Regions from separate parts of the Sus scrofa genome. Here region 1 is linked to region 2. A link is a contact called in public Hi-C data. All regions are on one chromosome and are shown on one strand. The core of a region is the stretch at or near the end of the contact, and the rest is flanking DNA. Distances in the headings are between cores, read along the strand shown. Region 1 holds the start of CEP164 (centrosomal protein of 164 kDa). Region 2 holds the start of RNF214 (RING finger protein 214).

Region 1 (7,546 bases), core at 2,269-4,768, 74 kb after region 2:
GATCTCGAGATCCTATGGCTGTGGTGTAAGGCAGCTCCGATTCGACCCCTAGCCTGGGAACTTCCATGTGCTGCAGGCATGACCCTGAAAACCAAAAAAAAAAAAAAACTTATGTTGAAGAAAGTCTTTCTAACAAAATTTAGAAGATACTTTTCTCTCTTTCTTCCTTTCATCCTTCCTTCCTTCCTTCTTTCTTTCTTTCTTTTTGGCCTGCTGCATGTGGAAGTTCTTGGGCCAGGAACTGAATCTGTTGTGGCACAGATTGTGGCAATGCCAGGTCCTTAACCCACTGTGCCACCAAAGAACTCTAGAACATTTTTTTAAAAAATTGCACAGGCTTGACTACTTAAGTTTTTAAAAATTCTGTAGAATCAGATTTCTAGTATTCTAATTCTGGTTCTGCCACTTAGTAACTGGGAGACTCCAGGCTAAGTTACTTATTCTTTCTGTGTTTCAATTTTCTCCTTTGTAAAAAGGGGATAACAATAGCATATACTTTGAAATGTAGAAATTAAATGAGATACTCCACGTAAAGCATTTAGAACAGTGCCTGGCATATTGTAGTACTCAATAAAGTTTAGCTATTAGTGTTTTTACTGCTACAACTTCTGAGAAAAATGACATTTACAGTTAAAAGATAGACTAGGAAACAACATTTATCACACAATAGACAAAGGGTAAATGTCCATAGCATACAAAGAGCTTCTACAAGTCAATAAAAAACCCCAATAACCTGGTAGAATATGAACTAAGAATGTTAACAGGTACTTGATGGAAGAAATTTAAATAGTCAATAAACATATGAAAAAAGTTCAACTATATTAGCAGTGAAAGAATCCAATTAAAACAATATTTAGATACTATCATTTTTTTGCCTCTCACTTTGGTAATATTTAGTGTTGGTGAAGGTGTTGGTTGAACTGTAAATCACTCCATTTTTAGAGAGAAATTTGGCAATATCTGTTAAAATGTAAAAAATGTAAACTCTGAACAAAATCACTTCTAGGATCCTCGCCAACAAAAATCCAACAACATTTTTAGCATCATTTACAACATCAAAACTTTGGATAGAAGTTGGAAGCAAAAAACAATGATTGTCAATATGGACATGAGACGTTTAAGTAATGGAAGCCCATGTAAACATTATAAAGAATGGAGTAGGAGTTTCTGCCGTGGCTCAGCGGAAATGAATCTGACTGGTATCCACAAAGACGCAGGTTCGATCCCTGTCCTCCCTCACTTAGTGGGTTAAGGATCCGGCGTGCCATGAGCTGTGGTATAGGTTGCAGTTGTGGTTCGGATCTGCCATTGCTGTGACCATGGTATAGGCTGGAGGCTACAGCTCTGATTGGATCCCTAGCCTGGGAACCTCCATATGCCTCGTGTGAGGCCCTAAAAGATAAAAAAAAAAGGAGTAATTTATGAACGCATTTTGGAAATTGTTTATGACATGGTAAATGAGAGGAGCACATTGAAGAACAATATGTATGTTATGATCTCATTTCTGTAAAAATTAAAAAGTATGCACACGTGCATTTACATGTATGCATATAAATTTACGTCTGCATAAGCATTAAAAAGTCTTCAGTGAAGGTGGGAACACAAAGGTCAACAGTGGTTTCCTCTGAAGTGTGGGAGTCATTCCTTCCTTCTGCTCATTCATTCATTCATTCATTCAGCAAATAGCACATGCTAAGCACTGTTTAAAGCACTAAGGACATGACAATAAATAAAATGGACAAAATTCCTATCCTCACATAGCTTCATTCCCATGCAGGAAGACAGACAATAAAGAAATAAATTACAGAGTATTTCAGATGGTAATAAGAGCTATGGGGAAAAATAAAGCAGAAAAGGAAGCTGGAAGGGGAGTTTGCAATTTTAAACAAGGCGGATTGAAAGTGTAGAGGGAACATTTCACATCTTTATATACTCTTTAAAAAAATGGTAGACTTGAGTGTCTTTCTCATTATGTGATTCGTTTCTGTATATTACACATAAACAGTATGAAAAGAGAAGGAAAAGTTCTAACAGTGGAGTTTCTGACTGGGGAGTAGGGCATAAAATTTGGGACTGACTTGGTTTTTTCCTTCCTCATCTTTGAAAAAAAAATCACCCCTAACTGCTCATTCTTGACTGTGGAAAATAATCTACACGTGTGAAGTTCTCAGTCTCTTCCTCACTCATTGAGTATATTACTGGCATATCAATTGGTATGTCATTTTTGTTATTTTCCCCCAAAGACTTGCTTTCTTAATTGTATTTGCCTAAGGGCATTTAAAAATTAGTTTGCATTTCTGAGTGCAAACCTATAGGGAAACCTGATAAAATGCAAATTGCTTATCTATTTGGGGTAAACTCATTAATTCCAGAGTAACCTTTATTTTATTAGCTTTCCCCATGGGAGAATAAGGGACACAAACTAAGGAACGAAAGTTAAGAGTTTTGATGGCAATTAATGTCGACTACATGGATTGCAAGTTCTTGGATAAAGTGACAAAATATGCAAAAGGTTTTTGAATCTCGGTTTTATGCAGGGTCTGTGGTGGAGAAACTGATGCCCTCTCAGAGTCCCTTCCCAGTCTGGTCCCTTGGGCCCTCTGCAAGACTTTTAAGGAGTGTGGAAGGGGAAGGGGAGCCGTGATTTGTCATCTGCCGGCAGAAAAAAGGAAGTACAGGCCAAACTGCCACAGAAAAGATCTGAAGATAAACATGAAAAATACATTCTGGATATCTGCTTTGGGATCCACAGGAACAGCAGTCTGAGTTCCCCATTCTGGCATCAGGTTTGAGTGGTGCTGGGACTAGTTTCAGGAGTTAGTTAGCAGGGTCAGGTGCGTCTCCACAGCGGAGCCTGTCAAGAGCTGCTCCAGGTGCTCCATCCTCCTCTCCAAACGAGTACCTTTTCACTTTTCAGCGTCCCAGTTTTCCCAGTGATGTAATGGCCAGAGCTGTCTTTGCTCCTCTTAACTTCTCCCAGAGGTTGAGGACACATGAGAGACAGGAAGATTTGCCCTTGTGCAAACAAAACTAAAGATTTTGAAATTACGTTAGTAGCAAACTTTCTGCCAGACAGGGTGTGTGGAAGGGCTACACACTGTGCCAATTTTTTTTCTCCTTAAACAGACTCTGTGAAATAGTTATGGCAGATATTTATTCCTTTTTAGCAGACATGCAAATTGAGCCCTGAGCTCTGGTAAAAAGATGGACAGTGGTCTCATAACTCCTGGGTAGGTTCAATGATGTACGCATAGCACCTGCGAGCCTTTTTTGTGTAGTTAATTCACATTACTGTCAATCATCGTGAATGAGCTTTTCCTGCCCGGGAAGAAATTCCCCTCATACCTAAATTCAGAACTCTTTTAATCCCTTGCAGAACCACAACTATCTTGGACTACGTCTCCCATCGTGCAATGGGAAACGTGCAGCCCGCCTACGTGAGCTGACGGGACCTCTAACCAATCCAATGCTAGAGTTCGTATTCGGCGACCTATTATCTGCGGGTAGAGGCAGGACTCTCAGTTGCTAGGTTGTTACCCTTTCCGGAAGTGGTTGTTGGCCGCTGCAAGGCAACACCCCGGCGTCCCTGGAAGCGGGGAGCCGGGGTGGTGCTGGGGAAGCTGTTCGGAGCCGGGAGCCAGCGTCCAGGGTCTCCCGGGGTGGGGGCCAGGTGAGGACACCCTCGAGGGAGGGGTTGGCTGGTGGGGAAAGAAGGGAAGCGGGAGAGTCGAGGCACACTTGTGTGCTACTGAGCGGGATGTGCACGAGTGTGGGCGGGAACTGAGGGAAGAAGTGAAGATAGGGTTGGGTCAGTGCGCCTTTTTCCAAAATATGAGTGGTGGAAGGGCAGTGCTGGCGGAGCGGTGAGAATCGGCCCTGGGCGACGAGTGTGAGCTTGCGGGGGTGTTCGTTTGTTTGCCCTGTTCCGAGTTAGTTTGCGAGGCGGTCTTTCTGAACCCTGCTTGAACATCTTTCCGGTGGGGACGCTTCCCCACATATCCGAATCACGGCTGGCCCAATCTCTGCCGTCCTTTGGCCAGCTGGAGAAGTTTTTTTGTTTTCGTTTTTTTCCTTTCCTTGAGTTGATTCAGAAATCTGCCTTCTCCGCCTGGAACTACTCCCCTCACTTTTCGTGCATAACTCCTTTCTCCCGGGTTTCCTAACCCAGCCCCCGCTCATCGGCCTTTGCAGGCCCGTCCTTTCTACTCACCACACTCCTGGGTGATTTCATCTAGAGTTTCAGTTACTGTCTACTTAACGGTTACTCCCAAACTATGGCTCCTGCCAGATCCCTTTTCCTGAACTCCGACTTGCTTACTGATCATCCCCAACTGAATGCGGCCCCAGCCTTCCTATTGAAGGACTTCACCCTTAACTCGGTCGTTTCGGCACCGGGAATTCATTCTTCTAATACATGCAGCAAACATTTGCTGGACATTTCCTGTATCTAGGCAGCACGCTGGATGGGGCTGTCGGGCGAGGGATAGATGTGAACAATCACAATATACTTGCTGAGACTGGCCACCTGCCTCTCCCTCACTTGCTGCAGACATCAAGTACTGGGTTTCTGCCTGCTGATATCCCTGGAATCTGGCCTTCCTTTCCATTGTCACAGCCACTGACAATTCATAATTTCTTGCTTGTGTCTTCAGGATAATTTTTTTTTTTTTGCTTTTTTGGGGGCAGGTTGCGTACCTGGGGCATATGGAGGTTGACAGGCTAGGGGTCAAATTGGAGCTGTAGCGGCTGTCCTGTGCCACAGCTACAGCCACGCAGATCTGAGCCATGTCTGCGACCTACACCACAGCTCACAACAATGCTGGATCCTTAATCCACTGAGCAAGGCCAGGGATGGAACCTGTGTCTCATGGATACTCTTCAGATTAGTTACTGCTGAGCCATGCTGGGAATGCCTCTTTTTTTTTTTTTCTTTTCTGAATAAATTTTATGGCCACACCTGCAGCATATTGACATTCCTGGGCCAGGGATTGAATCCACACCACAGCTGTGATCTATGCGGCAGCTACAGCAACGCCGGATCCTTTAACTCACTGCACTGGGCTGGATTGAACCCGCACTGGGTCTGCAGCGACCCAGGCTGCTGCAGTTGGGTTCATAACACACCATGCCACGGTGGGAACTCCAGGATAACTTTCTAAGTGACCCCTGTGCCCCTGTTCTTGCCCTCCTCCAGTTAGTTCTACATAGCTGTCAGACTCATCCGTCTAAACTACAGATTTGGTCAGGCCACTCTCCTTTGTGAAATTTTGTGATGGCTCCTCATCATATATAGGATTCAGCCTCAAGCCTCCGAAGCCCCTTCCTTGCCTTCCAATGTCGTTCTTGCTCCTGCCACCCCTCCCATTGTCCCTTGTGGCTGGTCATGTCAGAATGGTTAGGAACCCAGGGCTTTGGAGTCAGATGTGGATGCATTCATGTTCTGCTATGCCATTTACTAGCAGTGAAACCTTGGGCAGTTTTAAAAAAAAAATTTTAAAAACTTGCTGAGTTTTCTTTTTTGAAGAGGGGTAATAATCTCTATTCAGCTGAGAGGTTGAGATGAGATGATGTATATATATAGAATTAGTACAGTTCTTGGAATATAAGCTTTTGTTGTCATCATTAATTCCCCGCAACTACCACATATATACTCTCTTCTGCCTCTTTGCCTTTGTTAATGCTGTCTTTTTTTTTTCTTTTTTTTTGTCTTTTTAGCTATTTCTTGGGCCGCTCCCGCAGCATATGGAGATTCCCAGGCTAGGGGTCGAATCAGAGCTGTAGCCACTGGCCTACACCAGAGCCACAGCAACGCGGGATCCGAGCTGCGTCTGCAACCTACACCACAGCTCACGGCAATGCCGGATCCTTAACCCACTGAGCAAGGCCAGGGACTGAACCCACAACCTCATGGTTCCTAGTCGGATTCGTCAACCACTGCGCCACGACGGGAACTCCAATGCTGTCTTCTGCTTCAAATAACCTTACTCCCTTATCGTGTGAACTCCTGCTTATCCCTCAAGAACCATCTCCATGGTCCTCTACTCTGATTGCCTTTGCTTCTGTGTTCTGTTATATTTTCTGTTAGGATGCACTTAATATGCTATATAGTCACGTGTTTAAATATGTGGCTTCACAAGTAGGCTGAGCTAGAGTGTTATCAGGTTTGTAGCCCTGACAGGTGTTCAGTAAGTGCTTGTTAGGTGTCTAAATGGCCTCCGCTTTATAGTCCTGGTACTAGATCTGTCCTCTGGAAGAATATAGAGTAGCCCTTTAAATAAGTGAATGAGAATAACAACAACCAACATTTGAGATCTTACTATGTTTTGAGTATTTTACATGTATTGACTCATTTAATCCTCACAGTTCTTTTAGACATTATTATTATCCCCACTTTACAGATAAGGAAAACTAGGGCATCTTGCCCAGCTGGTAAATGGCAGAGCTGAGATCCAACGCCAAGAATGTTCTAAAACCCTGTGCTCATTACCCCTGCGTAATCAACTCTTATGTCTTCCACGTTCTCCTCAGTGCCTTCTCCAATTAATCTTTTCTTTTTCTGTGGCAAATTAACTTCATAATTGTTCAAGCAAGGTGGAAGAAGTAAATATTCAGGGAACCCTAAGTATGCGTGTGTGCGTGTGTGCGTGTGTGGTCTGTTAGCATGCAGGCGTGGAAAACTTTTTGGCTCTGCCCATCACATCAGACCACGGTGTCGAGGGATTGGGAGACAGTGACATGTATTGAAGGGAGCTGGGGATACTTAGCTTGGAGTAGAGATGCCTCGGGTGTTCTGTGGGTCCAGAGTGTAGAACAGGACAAATGGGAGGAAATTTCTTAGAAATAATTTTTGGCTTAATCTTGAGAAAGACCTGTTCATAGTTAAGAATGGTCTAACTGTGAAATTGACATCTAACTCTAGTAATACTGTTACTTTATTTAACAGTTTTGTGTCCCAGGAACTATGCCAGGCACTTTACAAGTGTTATCATCACATTTCATCTTCAAACAACTTTTTGATGTAACTTTTTGTGATTATTTGAATTATACACACCTGAGGTTATTAAGGCTTAGAGAGGTGAAGGACTTTGCCTTAGGTCATATAGCTGGTAAGTGAGAAAGCTGGAATTGAATTCAGGTGTTTCTGGCCCTCAGCGTGGTGCTGTGACCACTGTGCTGTCACTTAAAAGCATAGAGAAGAAAAATTTGGCATGAGAAGGGCGATTGCAGCAAAGCTCTTATGGGCTTTTTCTGGCTCTTGAGATTGATTGTTTGGTTGTGTGTTAGTAACTTAGAGCACTGTCCAGACTCCTACATTTGCATAGCTTTTTTTTTTTTTTTTAAGTCTTTTGTCTTTTTAGGGCCATACCCATGGCATATAGAGTTTCCCAGGCTAGGGTTCTAATGGGAGCTGTTACTGCTGGCCCACGCCAGAGCCACCACAACAACAGATCTGAGCCGCATCTGCGACCCACACCCCAGCTCATAGCAATGCTGGATCCTTAGCCCACTGAGCAAGGCCAGGGATCGAGCACGAAACCTCATAGAT
Region 2 (7,206 bases), core at 1,655-4,154:
GGCCGGAATCTGAGCAGGAGACCAGGTAACAATGCATCACACCTGGAAACCCCGAATCCAAGCCTTTTAAATCATTCAATATTTGATCTTCTCGTTTCATTCACATTTATCCCAGACCAAGAGGGACAAGCCCGAGGGTGGACTGCGGGCCAGCACTAACCCTGGTGGCTCCCTTGATGGCGTGATTATCACTAGGTAATCGAGCAGGATGGCCAGCTGCTAACAGGCTGCATTCCCACTGCTGCCAGGAGCAGGGCTCGAAAGTCCTCTCACTCACACAAATTCCTGGTGGAGTCTTGAGTGTTCTTTAGAAAAGACCCTCCTCCCTTATTTATTTATTTATTTTTTGTCTTTTGTCTTTTGTTGTTGTTGTTGTTGTTGTTGCTATTTCTTGGGCCGCTCCCGCGGCACATGGAGGTTCCCAGGCCAGGGGTTGAATCGGAGCTGTAGCCACCGGCCTACACCAGAGCCACAGCAACGCGGGATCCGAGCCGCGTCTGCAACCTACACCACAGCTCACGGCAACGCTGAGCAAGGGCAGGGACCGAACCCGCAACCTCATGGTTCCTAGTTGGATTCGTTAACCACTGCGCCACGACGGGAACGCCCCCTCCTCCCTTATTTAGAGAGGACCTCAGTGTTCCCCCACTGACTTCTCAGACCCGTTGTCCTGCGGGCTCACTCCCTGCTGGGGCCCCACTCCCACCTGGACTCCGAGTGAGGGCGAGCTCTGGGTCTGGCGAACCACCTCACGCTCATTTTGTGCAAACGAAGAACAGGCATCCCTTTGGCTTTGAGTAGGGCTGACTCTGAGCACAGACTGCAGACCTGTAGGCCCCAAGAAGAGAAGAAATGGGGTCCTCCTGAACCCAGTAGAGCAAGCAGAGGCTAGCCGTGAACCCGTGACCAAATAAACTGCCGATGATCAAGAATCATTTCCAGGAATCTCAAATGGATCACAGACGGGAACCAAACTGGTACAGTAAGGCCAGATCCATACAAAACTCAAAACTGCTACTTCTCATCCTAACCACCACGCCACCCTCTTTTTTCTTCCTATATGCCTAGAAGAGCACTTGAACTCTTAACGAAAACCCTTCCTGAAAAAGTAGATGGTGCTGCTTCCCAGATGTCCAGGTGGTAGCTAACTTCCTGATTTCTGCAGTCAGGAAGGACGCGGGGGGAAGACGGGGTAGGCAGGTGGCAGGGGAATTAGACAAAACCCAAGAATGCACACAGAACTGAAGAGAGGCAAGTGGGAACCCTGGGGAGCAGGGGTGACTGGCAAGCAGCACTAAAGGGCTACCCTTAGCCACTAGCTCAGCAAGGTGGCTTAGGAGTGAGGGCTCAACCCTGGAATGGGGGACTGCCACCTGTGGTTGATAGATGGGCCAAATTAGAACTGGTGGGCAACTGTGGGGACAAGGACAGGTGAATGGTGGTAGAACATGTATGTACCTATGGGTGACTGGGCTCCTTTAGAAGCATCTGATCTCTATGGGGAGAGGCAGGGCTTAGTGCTTACACACATATCCGATTGGATCAGTCTCAAAACATTACAGAAACATGGGCATTTTACCGAAGTCTCTTTGGAAAGGGAGACGGGAACTTCTGCCACCTAACATTTCCCTCCAAAAAGCTGCATATCTCCTCTCTTTTCCTTTTAGGTTCTCCACCCTCCAGCAGCCTTGACTGTCCAAGATAGTCAGCTCTCTTTCCCAGTCTGCATACCTTACTAAGCAAAACAAAATCTGGCTAGCCTTGATAGTGATCCAACTAGGCAGGCTCTTACAGTCTCAGTGGAGCTCACAGATTTCCCAAAGAGAGGAGAAACCTGACCACCATGGCCTCCACTCCCTCTGGCGGAGCAGTGCTTTACTCCTGACCCTCCCATCCTAGGCTTCTGGGAATGGAACCTTAATCTGAAAGCAGATCTCAACTTCACCCAACTGCTAGGCGTGTCTTTGCAGCTCTTAGGTGCTAAGAGAAGAGGAAGATACAGGCAGCCCCAAGTTCAAGACTTGGCTCCCAAGACCCTGTCCTCCTCGCAACCTGTTCCTAGAAACCAAGCTGCCGGTACCGGGTTCAGTTTCATTGGCTTCCTCCTCCCTAGCCTTGATTGCCCCGTGCAATGTGGCCCTCTCCTCAGAGAACCCATACTATCCTGGAATCCAAGACCCCGTGGCCCAGTCTTCCTGGGCTCCCCCACGCCGGGACTGAAGGCGCCCTTTGTGCAGCTCTTTCACCCTCGGACACCGGCCGCCCCCAGTTCCAGGCCACTCGGACTTCCAATGCCTCGCCCCCACCGAGTTCCCAACTCACCGGCCCGGCCGCAGCTGCTGCCGCCGCCTCCCTGCGGAAACTCGCGGCTTCCCGGGAACCTGAGGAGCCAGTGACAGTAGCATCACTTCCGCCCGGCAGCTCAGCCAATCAGCAGCGGGTCCTCGGGCCGGGCCGACCCGCCGGGAGCAGCCGGCGCTAGGGGGCCGGTTCCTTCGGGCATCCTCTACTGAAAGAGCAGCGTGCGGGTGTGGTGGGCGCTCCTCTCAGGGCCCACCGCCCCAACTTCGGGCATCTCCAAGAGAGACCCTCTCCAGACAGACGGTCCTCTCCTTCTTGGCCAGAGAAAAGGCATCTCTGCTGTAACCTCCAAAAACACCTCTCTCTCTGATCGCCATGATCCCCTCTCTCTGTAATCCTCCTAAAGGCGGCCCTCCCTTCACCACGTCTCCTTTCTTCCGGAGGTCACATCTCCTTTCGTCCCTGCGCCCCGGGAGAGTCCACTAGTATCTTAAGGGCTTCCGCAGTGTCCGCGTCCCCTCACGGTGCCGGCTCCCGCCGCCAGAGGGCGCCGTCGGGGGCGGCGCGGTGCCACCGCGGCCTCTCCTCTCCTGGCCGAGCCTCGCCCCCGCCGCTCGTGCCGCCGGAAGTGGGAGGTGTCGCGCGCGGGCCGGCGCTCGACCCCTCCCCCCAAGCTCGGCCGCCCCCTCCCCCCGCTCCGCCCGCTCAGGTGCGTCCCGTCCCTCCCCCCTTCCCTCCCGGAGGCGCGGCGCGGGAGGTGTGTGCGGGGCGGGTGCGAGGGCCGGGGGCAGTGGCGCAAGGGGCGGGGGATCGGGCCGGGGGGCGTGGAGGGAGCTGCGGGGACGGGGGCTGGGGTCCTGGCCTAGAAGTGGGACGGGGGCTGGCAGCCAGGCGGCGCAGGGGGGCGGGGGGCAAGGTTTGGAGGGGCTCTGGCAGGAGGAAGCAGCCCACTGGGCCAGCCCCCTGTGGACTGCCGCCGGGACCACCCGGCGCGGCTTCCCCCCATTGTCCCCTTCGCGTCAGTCCCCGGATCTCCTGAGGACCAGTCGCAACTGGCGTCGCCGTCTAGCTGGTGGTCGCCGCCGGCTTGTGGTACCGGGTTTTCCTTGGCACTTTCGACTTTACGCCCCTCGCCGCAGCCTCTGCCAGATGGCCCTGGTCCCCTCTCCTCTGGGCTCTGAGCTGCGGAGTTGCTTGGAGGACCCGTGCCCTCTGGTTTTGACTACCGGGAGCCAAGGACCCTGGCCCGGGCTCTGATGGGCCAGGGCATTTGCACCTGAGCTAGCGGTAGGGGCGATCTAGGGCCCGTTTTCTTCTGGGAGACTTGTATGTTGGGGAAACTGAGGCACAGGGGGTCTCTGGCCTGGGACTGAAGTGTTAGCACAGTCCAGCCTCCATGTCTACCCTGTGCGCTCGCTTTTCGAGGGTTAGGAATGTACAAATGAAGCTATTAAAAACAAGAATTTAACCCCGTGTTACATCCCTCTTCCTCTCCCTTCACCGTAGAGGGCGGTGATTTGTCTGCAACATAAAGGATGACCTTTTGATCTAAGAAAGGCATCTGTCTCAGTTCCCTTGCTTGGATTACTCTTTTTTTCATTTTCGTACTGGAGTAACCAAGATTCTCATACTCTTCTGCACCTCGGTAGTAACTCTGAAGAGTCTGTACTTTTCTCAGTCAGTGGTTGTCAAACTTCTCCCATCTGCCAGCAACACAGAGTCTAAGTGAGAGATACTAAGATTGCCCGGTAAAATACTGCTTTTTCTCTCCCACATGAACACCTCCAGAAAACTTTACTCCAAATAATGGAGGATGCTTTTAATGTAACAGCCGTAAAATGATTCTAAAACATAAGATATTATTGATATTAGGCCAAAAATTACATCCATTGTAAATGATACGAGACAAGGTAAGTATGTGCACCGTTTGGAAGAGTCTTAACAGTCTATATAATCTGCTGTCTGTGAGAGGGCATTCTCCTGAAGTGAAAAAGACATATAAGTTTGAGGATTGATGTCCCCTGGGACCTATCGAGTATAATGGCTCTTCTAATGCCCTGCTAGAGAATAAATACTCAAGTATTTTCTCCTGGAGCCCAAGTTTTTCTTTGTGTTTCTTTTCTGAAATGACTCTGTTGTATGGACATCCTGAGGGGGAACGATGCATTTGTTTTGAAGTTTTGGAAGTTGTAGCCTATAATTTGTTTCTGAACGTCTAGAGCATGATGGCGGCATCTGAAGTAGCTGGTGTGGTAGCCACTGCTCCCAGTCCTCCGGATTCCTCTTCTAGTGTATGTGCTTCCAAACCAGACGAAGGTCTCCCAGATGGTCTAAGGTAATGTGTGGATTCTTGCCTGGGAAGATTTCATTTGGGTAAAGGGCTTTGGAGATGGGCTTCTTATGGAAATGTGGTTGATCTTTCCCCTTTTTGGCTCCATTGGCATTGCACTAGATTAACCTTCTTAAAGGTAGGGACTGTCTGATCTATATTTGTGTTTTTGGTACCTGACACAGTATCTGACACTCAGCAGGCATGCTAAGTGTTTGTTGAATAGATTAGAATGCAGGGGTTCAAACTCATGTGAAACCCGCGTACATGGACTGTTTATTTAACTCTACATTTATATCTTATACCTATATATATGTCGTTCTGTATTTCTTGTGTGTATAAGCATATAGATACGTGGGTACATACGTCTATATCTATCTGCCTTAGATAAATAGATAGCTTTGTTAATATGGTTCACTGCCTCATGTATGCATTTTGCCTTCTATCTAAACTCTTGAGGGCAGGAACTAATTACCCAACCTTGCATTTTACAGTGATTAAAACATTATTTTGTACAACGTTGTGCTAGGTTGACTGTACATCCCACCTCCACTCTTTTGTCCAGTATCTAGGACCTAATGCAGCGGATAACACTGTACTAACAGCTTTGTGTATGTTAACACATTGAATTCTCCTAACAGTCCCAGGAGGCAGGTGCTAATACTATTACTCCCATTTACAGGTGAGAAAACCGAGCCTCAGAGAGGTTAGTAACTTGCCCAAGGTTACTAAGCTAGGTTGGAGTCAGAGTTTGAACCCAGGCTTGTATGACTCCAGGGGTGGCAGAGAGGTTGTTAGTGAGTGAGTAATGGGGGAAATGTTAAGTAAACCTTACCATAAACTTGGATCTTCATTTTATAAATAAAATCAGCCACATACTAGAAACAATAATAGCGGCTTAAGTTTATTGTTTACTGTATGCCAGAACTAAGTGCTAAATACATCACATGCTTTATCTCATGTAATCCTCACAATAGTCCTACTAGGTAGGTCATATTATTTCTGTTTCACAAATGAAGTTAAGTAGCTTGCCCAGAGTCAAACAACTAGTCAATAGCAGAGTTAGGATTCACACCCAGGTACTGTGTCTGTCCAAATTTATGATTACATATCCCCATACCATACTTAACTCCTAGCAAGGAATCAGCATAGAGTGTTTCTAAAGACTTTTCATGTCACAAGATGCTCTCTTGGTTTTATTTTGAATAGCAGGTACTATTGAGGGAAGAAAGGCCTAATGACCTGAAGCCTCCAACAGTGTTAGCTTGGGGGCGCTTAAAGGCACCTGTTGACAGAATCAGTTTTTTGAAAAAGGGCAAAGAGATTTAATACAGATTTAGTTGTTATTCCTGGGTGAAAGGTTTACAATTGCGAGTGTTGGGTGTCATTGTAAATAGGTTTTGAAGATCTCTTTTAAAAGCAGTATGTTAAATGGTTCTGGCAAACAATAAAACAACTATTCCAGTGTTGTACATACCTGTTGTCTGGCATCAAATTTCTACTGGCAGCTTCAATTTTGGATTTGAAATTATCTGTATTGCAGGCAACTTGAAGTGAAGACTCTATGTTCTGGATAACTATTGAAGAACCCAAAAAGTGGTTGGTTCTGGTCAAAGATCTGTATAGTGAATTTGAATGAGAGTAGGATAAAAACAGTGTTTTCAAATTAGTGTTTTGTTTATCAAAATATGTGTACCTAAATTAGTACATGTGCCTAAGTTAGATATTCTAACATTAGGCTATTTCATCTGCATCCCCAAGAATTATTAAAATTGACCCCCTCCCCCCAAAAAAGATTCTTTTGGCTCTTCAGAGTCATTGATGTGTGATTGCTTACTGTGGACACTCTCCAGAACCCAAGCTCTTCAATGATACCCCCTGCATGTAGGGTAAAAAAAATCACTGGATGGAAACTAAGTTCCTTTTCATTCTGGTCATTTGGAGAGGTTTATATAATCTAATGTTGTCCTTCTAGTGGTTAAGTTAAAAGTATTATATATGTAAGCCTCTTTTAAGATTGGATGAAGAGAGAAACTTCTTATCTTATGTTTTTGATAGCCCCAAAGACCCTGCACAGAAGCACCAGAACTCGTCTCTGTCAAGTGTAAGTAGCCAAACGATAACCAAGGAGAATAACAGAAATGCCCAATTGGAGCACTCAGAGCAGAATCCTGGTTCATCGGCAGGTGATACTTCTGCAGCGCACCGAGCAGTTTTAGGAGAAAACTTGATGGCCACGGCCCTCTGTCTCTCTGGCGGTGGGTCTCAGTCTGATTCGAAGGACATGGCCAACACAGCAGGAGAGGAGGGGGACACGTGCCTCCGAGAGAGCCCTCACCCTGGCACTCGGTCTCTTAAGGCAGGGTGCCATACAAAGCAGCCTGCCTCCGGGAATTGTCCTGAAGAGAAGGCCCCACAAGCCTCCGTCCTAAAGGAAGGGAGCAGGGACACAGGCTTGGATTTCCGACCCGTAGTGCCTCCAGCAAATGGGGTTGAAGGAGTCAGAGTGGAACAGGATGATGATCAGGATAGCTCTTCCCTGAAGCTTTCTCAGAACATTGCTGTCCAGGTCAAGT

What was found. A called contact is a pair of places that touch in the nucleus more often than the background predicts.
Region 1: a contact with region 2 is called in a Hi-C map of liver, with 4 times the contacts expected there. The contact joins the promoter of CEP164 here to the promoter of RNF214 in region 2. A contact is called at or near these places in 3 of 5 promoter capture datasets (fetal skeletal muscle and liver), 10 of 47 Hi-C or Micro-C datasets (brain, embryonic fibroblasts, fetal heart ventricle and 3 more) and 1 of 2 datasets of contacts at active chromatin or transcription factors (alveolar macrophages).

Annotation. Positions count from the first base shown.
Region 1 is chr9:44,667,339-44,674,884 of Sscrofa11.1, forward strand. It overlaps CEP164 (centrosomal protein of 164 kDa), which reads left to right and starts at 3,519. Exons shown (of 32, transcript XM_021062899.1): 1 at 3,519-3,670.
Region 2 is chr9:44,594,076-44,601,281 of Sscrofa11.1, forward strand. It overlaps RNF214 (RING finger protein 214), which reads left to right and starts at 2,905. Exons shown (of 16, transcript XM_021062882.1): 1 at 2,905-3,010; 2 at 4,521-4,636; 3 at 6,689-6,734; 4 at 6,817-7,199. The coding sequence starts at 4,595. PCSK7 (proprotein convertase subtilisin/kexin type 7) reads right to left here and starts at 2,474. Exons shown (of 17, transcript XM_021062880.1): 1 at 2,323-2,474; 2 at 707-828.